2 separate regions of the Canis lupus genome follow, and region 2 is linked to region 1. The links are chromatin contacts, called in public Hi-C maps. All regions are on one chromosome and are shown on one strand. Each heading gives the region's core, a stretch centred on a gene start, on an enhancer-like site or on the middle of the called end of the contact. The rest is flanking DNA. Distances are from core to core; before and after follow the strand shown. Region 1 has its middle 140 kb from the start of UST. Region 2 holds the start of UST (uronyl 2-sulfotransferase).

Region 1 (4,336 bases), core at 1,089-3,588:
GCTTTCTCTTTCCCCCAAACTTGGACTACTGCTAATCAGGGAAGGTGTTCTCAGCAAATATTTTATAATCACTGGTAGAAAGTGGTGCTCTGGCTTGAGGGCACCGAAGGACCCAAGCTTTCATCTACCCTTCTGATTCCCCCCCTCTGCAGGTGGGCTTTTGTCCCTTGACTGGTGTCACATGGGGTGCCATCATGTCAGGCTCTCACCCCTTTATGACCAAAGAGCAGAAGGAGGGTCTTGCCCTCATTGGTGAGGGAAATATTACCCCAAAGACCATGGTCAACTTCGCCTGTATCATCATTGCCCAGAAGTGGCTGCAAGGGAGGCTATTGAAGGGAGGACCCAAAGAAGAAGAAAATTGTTCTGAGCCAATCAGGAGTCATCTCCTGGGGCTGGGAATAGGGAGGCCAAACAAATCTGAGATTTTGGCATAAGAAGGGGAATGGCATTTGGGTAAAGGTTAGTGGGGTGATCTGAGCCTTTTCTCCCATTCTCCTCTTTTCCCAGGTGACAACACCAAGGCGGAGTACTGGAGGCACCCACCCAGGGTCACAGAGCAAACACAGAGCCAGCATGTGCTCCCTCCACGCTGGTCACTGTCTTCTCTATGGTCATCCCAACACAGAAAACCAAGTACTGGTGGTTCTGTTCAAATTCTGAAGGCCCTCATCTCACTGATGGTACTCGTAGTTCTTAACTCTCACTCTGTGTCAGAGTATTATGAGGAGAACTTTAAAACAAGGAAAGAAAATGAATGTCCATCTTCTATCCCATGAGATGCAGATTCAACTGGTTTGGGGTGGGGCCCCAAAGACCTACTTTTCAAAAGCTTTTGAGGCATAGTGGTGTGTTTTTAACGGGTTAGCTTGGCTGGGCTATTGTTATACTGTGTTCTCCCCAAAATTCATTATGTCAGGACCTTACCCCCCACCCTGCCCCCGCAGTATGATGGTATCAGGAGGTGGGGCTTTTAGGGGTAATTAGGTTTAGATTAGTCCTGAGACTGGAGCCCTCAGGAATGGGATTAGTGTCTTTATAAGACATGAGACAGCTTGCTGCTTCTCTCTTTCCCCAAGAATACAGTGAGAAGTCAGTAGTCTGCAACCTGGAAGAGGACTCTGACCAGAACCTGACTGCGCTGGCCCTCTGATCTCAGGCTTCCAGCCTCCAGAACTGTGAGAAATAAGATTTCGGTTGTTGCTAAACCACTCAGTCTGTGGCATTCTGTTATAACAGCCGGAATTCATGAGGACAGCTACAGTCCCCGGTTAGTCAACTAAACACTAACTCAGGTGTTGCTGCGAAGGTATTTGTGGCTGTGATTCTAGTCCATAATCAGTTGACTTTAAGGGAGTCTGATCTGGGTGGGCCTGACCCGGTGTGTTGAAAGGCCTCAAGAGCAGAGCGGAGGATTCCTGGTGAAGTGGACACCGCGGCCTGCAGACAGCAGCTGCCGCCTGGCCTCCCTGACATCACATCCTCTGGGTTCAGGCTTGCCTGTCCAGGCTCCACAGTCACAAAAGCTCATCTGTGCCCTGAAGATGCATCTCCCGCGGGTTCTGCTCCTCTGGTTGAACCCAGACTGATAGGCCAGGTGATTTCAATATGCTGCTCAGGCTGAGACCAGGGAATATTCGGCAGTGGTTAAAGCCAAAGGGCGTGGGGACCAAACTGCTCCAGGCCAGCGCTCATCTCTCTGCCTACCCCTGTGTGAGGCCCTGGGGCTGTGAACGGGGATGGGGTCGCGTCTAGGCAGCCACAGAGGTGCAGGCCGGATGCTTCGGCGCCTGGAAGCTCAGCGCGCGTCCGCAGGGGAGGCGGCGGCGGCTCTTCATTCGCGGGGATGAAATGCCATTCAAACAGCGACGAGTCTGGTTTCCCACCTCATCGACACCTGAGGTTTGGGGCTTCGTTTTCGGGTCACCTGACGCGTCCTTCCCGAGCCTGTTCCGGGCGGCGGGAAGGCACTTGGCGCGCGGCCCCTCAGGTGCAGCCCGGGGGGGTGGGGGGGCAGGTGCAGCCCGGGGGGGGGGCAGGTGCAGCCCGGGGGGGGGGCAGGTGCAGCGGGGGGGGGGGGCAGGTGCACCCGGGGGGGCAGGTGCAGCCCGGGGGGGGGCAGGTGCACCCGGGGGGCAGGTGCACCCGGGGGGGCAGGTGCAGCCCGGGGGGGGCAGGTGCAGCCCGGAGGGCAGGTGCAGCCCGGGGGGTGGGGGGGCGCAGGTGCAGCCCGGGGGGCAGGCGCCCCGCCCCGGGAGTCAAGGAGTGAAAGGCTGGAGCCAGGAGCGCCACGGGGTGTCTCACAGCGGCCCGGGACCAACATTCTCCGATGCGCCCTCGGCTGGAAGGCGCCGGGCGTCTGGCGAGCAGGACAGCGGTGAAAACGCTGCTGCGCCTCCCGCCGCCGCTTTTCCTCCGGGCGCCGAGCCCCGCTGCTCCCTCCAGCGGCGCTGCGCGGGCGCTCGCTCCCCGGGGTCCGGTGCGGCTCAGCCTGGCGCACGAGAGCCCCCTGGTGGCCGCACGCCGCGGCGACTGCTCCTGCTTCTGCTGTGGTCCGGGGTCCTTGCCTTTGCTGCTGCTCACAGGCCCCGGTGAAGCTTTTTTTTTTTTTTTTTTTAATTGGAGTTCAGTTTGCCAACATATAGCATAACACCCAGTGCTCATCCCGCCAAGTGCCCCCCTCAGTGCCCGTCACCTGGTCACCCCTAACCTGCCCACCTCCCCTTCCACTACCCCTTGTTCGTTTCCCAGAGTTAGGAGTCTCTCATGTTCTGTCCCCCTCACTGATATTTTCACTCATTTTCTCTCCTTTCCCTTTATTCCCTTTCATTATTTTTTATATTCCCCAAATGAATGAGACCATATAATGTTTGTCCTTCTCCGATTGCCTTATTTCACTCAGCATAATACCCTCCAGTTCCATCCACGTTGGAGCAAATAGTGGGTATTTGTCGTTTCTAACAGCTGAGGAATATTCCATTGTATACATAGACCACATCTTCTTTATCCATTCATCTTTCGATGGACACCGAGGCTCCTTCCACAGTTTGGCTAAGCCTTTGACAGGTGGAGAAGATCGGCCGCTTTACCGACTTACTGTCACCAGCCATCTCTGTGTGACCTCAGCCGCTCCTGTCACCTCTCGGGGTCCTGTCTCCTCACCTATAAACTGGGAGGGTTGAAATAGATCCTCTGGGTTTTGACATTGAGGATTCAAGAACTTGTGATTCACAGACAGTCACTCATTCAACAAATACAAATGTGTCGAGTGCAGAGGTTCAGACTGGTTAGAGAGCAAACCTGTGCATTCCTGGGCCTTACACTGTAGCAGGAGGGGACAGGTGATAAGCAACATAGAGAAGAAAGTAAGTAATATGTCAGAAAATGATCCATGCTACCGCTGAAGACAGAGCAGAGAGGCAATCAGGAGTGACAGCAATGGTGAAGTCAGGACGGGGCTCTGGCCAGTCAGCTGGAGCAGAGACCTGGAGGACAAAGGTGGGGGGAGGCAGTCATTCAGATTTGGCTGGGGGGGGGGAGCGGGGGGCTGGCTCTACCGTCACTCCAGATGGAGGAAAGCACCCTACGAAGACCCAAAGCACAAGCCTGACTGATGGATTTGAGGACAAATAAGAAGGCTTGTGTTGGTGACTTAGCCAGCTGGGAGGGTATGATGGTGGGGTTGGGGAGACCAGATAGGAAAGAAGGGTTGATTCCATAGAACCCTGCAGGCCACTGTGAGGAGTCTATCCTTGACTCTTAAAGAAAGAAGCCACTAGAGGGTTTTGAGCAGAGGAATGACATGATCTGCCTTATGTTCTAACAGGGTCTTAGTCTGTTCAGGCTGCTAAAATAAAACACCATCAGGGCCCCTGGGTGGTTCAGTCAGTTAAGTGTCTGACTCTTGATGTCGGCTCAGGTCATGATCTCAGGGTCGTGAGATCGAGCCCAGCATCAGGCTCCATGCTCAGCACAGAGTCTGCTTGGGAGTCTCTCTTCCCCAATCACATACTCTCTCTCAAATAAATAAAATAAATCCTTTAAAAAAAAAAAAAACATTGTAGACTGAGAGACTTAAACAACAGAAATTAGTTTTCTTACCATTCTGGAGGCTGGAAAGTCTAGAATCAAAGTCCAGCAGAGTTCAGTGTCTGGTGAGAACCCTCTCCTTGGCTTGTAGAGGACAGCCGTCTCACTGTGTCCTCACATGGCAGAGAGATGAAGCCCTGGAGTGTCTCTCTCTTCTTATAAGGGCACTTAGCCCACCCGGGGGCTTCCCTTCATCCTCTCATCTAAACCTAATCACCTCCCAAAGGTCCCTTCTCCTAAAACCATG
Region 2 (4,336 bases), core at 1,200-3,699, 140 kb before region 1:
TCAGGCCTCTTTTTTTGAAGTATAGAATGAAAGCACTCGATTCTGGGGGCAATACACTTTTGGCTCAATTTTCAAAAGGTTAACATGCTAGCTACTGCAGTGTCTTGATCTCACCCTCAGTAGGGCCCTTGTTCTTTCCTCTCAGGCTTTCCTGCCCACAAGAAGGGATCAGAAAACAGGATTTCAGGAGCTGGGTGGAGATCTGAGATATAACCTCGTCCAGCCCCTAACTTTACTAGTGAAAAGCTAAGGCCAAGGACGTCTGACTGCCCTGCCTAAAGCCAAGTGCTCTTGAGGACACTAGATACAGATACCCTCATTCCTCACCCACTGTTTTCCCTGTGCCCCCACCAGCCTCCAGATTTTAAGGGGAATTCCAACAAAGAATTTATCAGATTTTATAGACCTCTGGGCTTCAAAAACACTTCCCAATGCCAATTAACAGTGACTGTTGTTGACTGTCAAAAAAAAAAAAAGTTGGCTTTGTAACTCTAGCAGGTGTCTCCGAACCAACCTATTTTGGACACTCCAAAATACAGAACTCAGGGAAAGAACTGATTTGACTCCCTAATAAACGTGCATATTATCCCAAACCCTCTTAAGAAACCTGATGCTAAGGATTGTACTTTGGAAATATGCAAATACCTTGGACAATATTCTCCTTTAATCTCCCCTTAAAACATCGGACAAAAGCCATAGTTCTCCAAAGTTTCTGCTGAAATGGAAGCACACCTTTGAAAATCTCAGCTTCTCTACAGGGAAAGGACATCATTTTATCTGCGTTTATATTTCAAAACGCTCCAGGACTTTTGTCACTTTGCTGAGGTGGTTGGTTTGTTGTTGTTATGTTGGTTTTTTTTTTTTTTTTCCTTCGAAAACGGCCTGCGATCTAGACCTGTGGCTTCTGCGACTAGGGGACTTTTGAGGTTAAGTGTGGCAGCTCCAGCCGCCCGGAGCCTTTTGGCCCGAGACGGTCCAGCGCTTGAGAGGCTCCCCTTCGCCGCCCGCTCGCGTCGGGCAGATGCCGGATGTCGGCCCGGGGGCTCGGGGTCACCCCCTGGACATTCATTCGCAAGCCGCGGGCGCCTCCGCAGCCTCCCGCGCCCGCACGACCTGCTCTGGCCACGACGCGCCGGGGACTCGCAGCCTCGCTCGGCCCGGCGCGCGCCAGCCGCGGACCCGGGACCTGGGCGTGCGCTCGCCGGCCCCCGCGCCCAGCTGCGGGGCGCGCCCTCTCTGCAGCCGCTCTTCCCTCCCCGTGCGACCCCTTCCCCCCACACAGGCGGCCTCGCGTCTAAGAAACCAACCATAAGCCCCCCACACTCCCCAAAAAAGTTCTGACTTGAGACACACGCAGCGCAGAGGATCTTCGGGTCAAAGCAGGCGACACCGCCGGCCCCGGGCCCCCCGGCCCCCCGGCGCAGCCGCGCCCCGCGCCCCCCTCGCTGCCGCGGAAGCCAAGCCGGCCCAGGTCAGCAAAGGGCCCCAAGGCTGCCCCTGGGCCACCGAGGCGGCGAGCGGCGGGGCGGACGAGCCAACCGCCCCCCCGCGCCCCGCACGACCCCGGGCGCTCACGAGACGGGACTGCGGCCGCCGGCAGAGCCCCGGGGGGGGGCGGGGGAGAAAGCACGCGCTGCACACGCCCACGCCCACGAGCACACACGCCCGCCCCCCGCCCCGAGCGGGCGGCGGAGGCGCGGGAGGTCCGCGGCGCCGCGCCCGGGTACCTGCCCCGCACCCGCCCCGGCAGCGCCTCCCCCCGGCCCGCCGCCCGGGTCGCACCTGGGAGCCTCGGGGCGCGGCGGCGGCCGCGGAGCCACAAGTCCCCGGCGCGCCCCTCTCGCCCCGCACGAGCTGGCGCGGCCCGCGCCGCCCTCGCCCGCCCCCCTCCTTACCCAGATACTGCCGCAGGTCGAGCAGGAAGCGAGGGGGTCCCCCGCTGAGCTGATAGAAGAGGGAACCCAGGCAGAAGACCAGCAGGACGGCCATGCAGAAGCCGTAGTCCCGGAGGGAGAAGCGCAGGAAAGGCAGCAGAGAGACCCGGCGCTTCCAGCCGCCCAGGCCCGGAGGGGCGCCCCCCAGAGGGGCCCCATGGGGCCAGGGATCCGCGCCGCCCCCGGGATGCTGCTGCTGCTTCTTCTTCATCGCCTGCTCCGCCGCCTCGCACAGCCTGCCCGAGCCGGGAAGGGGTCACCCATCCGCCTGCGAGGAGGAGAGCCCGGCCGGCCGGCTGCACATGGGCAGGGCCGCGCGGAGGGCAGCGGGTGGGGGCGGGGAGGGGCCGAAGTTGCCGGGCTCAGGAGACTTTCCTCGGCATGGTCCCCGCCGCCGCGGCCCGAGCGGCCGAGGTGCCGGCCCCGGCTCGGCCCGCGCCCTCGCCCGCGCCCGCGCCCGCTAGCGCCCCCGCGCCCCGCGCCCCGCCGCGCCCCGCCGCGCCCCGGGCTCGCTCGCGGCCGCCGGGGCTCGCCTCCAGCGCCAGCGCGGACCCCCGGCTTTGTGTCCGTCGGTCTCGGCGCGTTTTGTCCCGATTCAGACTCCTCTAAAAGACGGCAGGGAGGAACAGGAGGCGGACACCACCCCCTCGCTCCACCTCCTTGACAGGGGTTTGCCTCCTCTCCTCCCCTTCCCCTCTCCGGCTCTCCGCAGCCCTCTCTCCTCCCTCGGCCCTCCCTCTCGGCGCGCGGGTCTCCGGGTTTCTCCCGGGTGTCACGTTACTGCCTCTGACCGGGGGGCGGGGGGGGCGGCGATTATTCACAACTAGGAAGAAAGTTTCTGGGTGTTTTTCTCCTTCCCCCTTTCTCTGCAATCTGGCCTCAGTTTCTGCGCCACCAGCGACCTCTTGGGGGCCCCGCTGACTTCCCTCTCGTAAACAGTCCCCGGCAGGAAGAAGCACAACTTCTACTCTCTCTATATTATATATATATTATATACATATACATGTACTTTTTTTTTTTCATTTCAGAAACTTGATTCTCCTTCTGTATCCTGAGCTGCCTACAAAAGGCCAGTAAAAGGTACTTGGGTATATGTTCAAGCCTTTACTGAGTTGGTCAAAGAGCAAGTGATGTGAATTCTAGTGAAACATGCCCCCGCGGAGCCAGGCTCACGGCCCGACTCCTAGAAGAGAAAGGGAAGAGGACGCTCTCTTCTTGCTCGCCCTGGCTCTTCGGCTACTCCTCCACAGAGCTGCTCATCCGCATAGCGGCCAGAGAGGCACGGGGGTGGTACTGAGAGAACTCAGGGAGGTCCTTCCTCTAGGAGATTTGTAGGGAAAGGGGCCTTACATACCCATTTCCTTCCATGGGAAGCTTCTGGACCTGAAAGAAACACCACCACCACCCCATCCAAAGTAGATAGATGGCATGGAACACAGATCTGGCGATGGGGGTGGGAGATGCATGAAAGGGCTGGTCTCATCAGCCACACTTTAAGTAAGAATCATTTGTTGCTTATATAGAAGTCCCACCACCTGAGGCTTAGGGGACTTGCCCAGGGACACAGAGCTACCTGGAGTGGGTTGGAGAGCCACACTCATATCTGTTTGACCCTCAAGCCTACTATGCTAACCACTGCACTGCACCATCTCCCAGCTAGGGTTTTGGGGTTCCCCCCATTATTTGCATAGTGATTGGAGAAAGAGATATATAGCTCATTGAGCCCAGGCCACCTTGAATAACAGAAGCCTTGGATTTTTGGTGCCTCTCATCTGTGGCTCCCCTGTCACTGTGACATTCTGGTAGTCGACAACCCCTTTGCAAGGAAAAATCAGCAGCCAGGGGCCTCTATGATTCTAAGACTGATTTTCCTTTTTTTTTTTTTTTTTTAATTTTTTATTTACTTATGATAGTCACAGAGAGAGAGAGAGAGAGAGAGAGAGAGGCAGAGACACAGGCAGAGGGAGAAGCAGGCTCCATGCACCGGGAGCCCGACGTGGGATTCGATCCCGGGTCTCCAGGATCGCGCCCTGGGCCAAAGGCAGGCGCCAAACCGCTGCGCCATCCAGGGATCCCTCCTGAAAATCTTTTTAAAGGTGGATATCTGAAAACTTTTCTGTGGAAAACTAGGGAATAGGATCCTGAGATCAAGAGCTTCTAATTTAAGAACAATATGATTTAACCATAATAATCCATATATAAATTGTGCTTGGTTTGAAATGAGTGAAGAGGACACACAGATCATAAACTGGAGGGAGTTACAAATGAGGTGGGTAGTGCCATACACACACACATAAGCTCTACCTTCTAGTTCTTTTGTCCTAGCCCACTTTCTCAGAGACCAGAGGCTGCTTTGGGACCCCAAGCAAAGGGCAGCCCCTTTGTTCTATCACCAAAAATCC

Evidence for each region. Hi-C and Micro-C count contacts between places; a contact is called where the count stands out from the background.
Region 2: a Hi-C map of amygdala shows a contact between it and region 1, with 2.9 times the contacts expected there. The contact joins the promoter of UST here to the enhancer-like site in region 1. A contact is called at or near these places in 2 of 9 Hi-C or Micro-C datasets (amygdala and blood).

The regions. Positions count from the first base shown.
Region 1 is chr1:39,747,428-39,751,763 of UU_Cfam_GSD_1.0, reverse strand. No RefSeq gene overlaps it. Among named protein-coding and RNA genes, the nearest start is that of UST, 140 kb to the left of the region's middle. Within about 2 kb of position 2,338, at least 5 of the 20 cell types and tissues checked have an H3K27ac peak or open chromatin away from gene starts, as enhancers often do.
Region 2 is chr1:39,891,585-39,895,920 of UU_Cfam_GSD_1.0, reverse strand. UST (uronyl 2-sulfotransferase) reads right to left here and starts at 2,449. Exons shown (of 9, transcript XM_038526303.1): 1 at 1,896-2,449. The coding sequence starts at 2,145.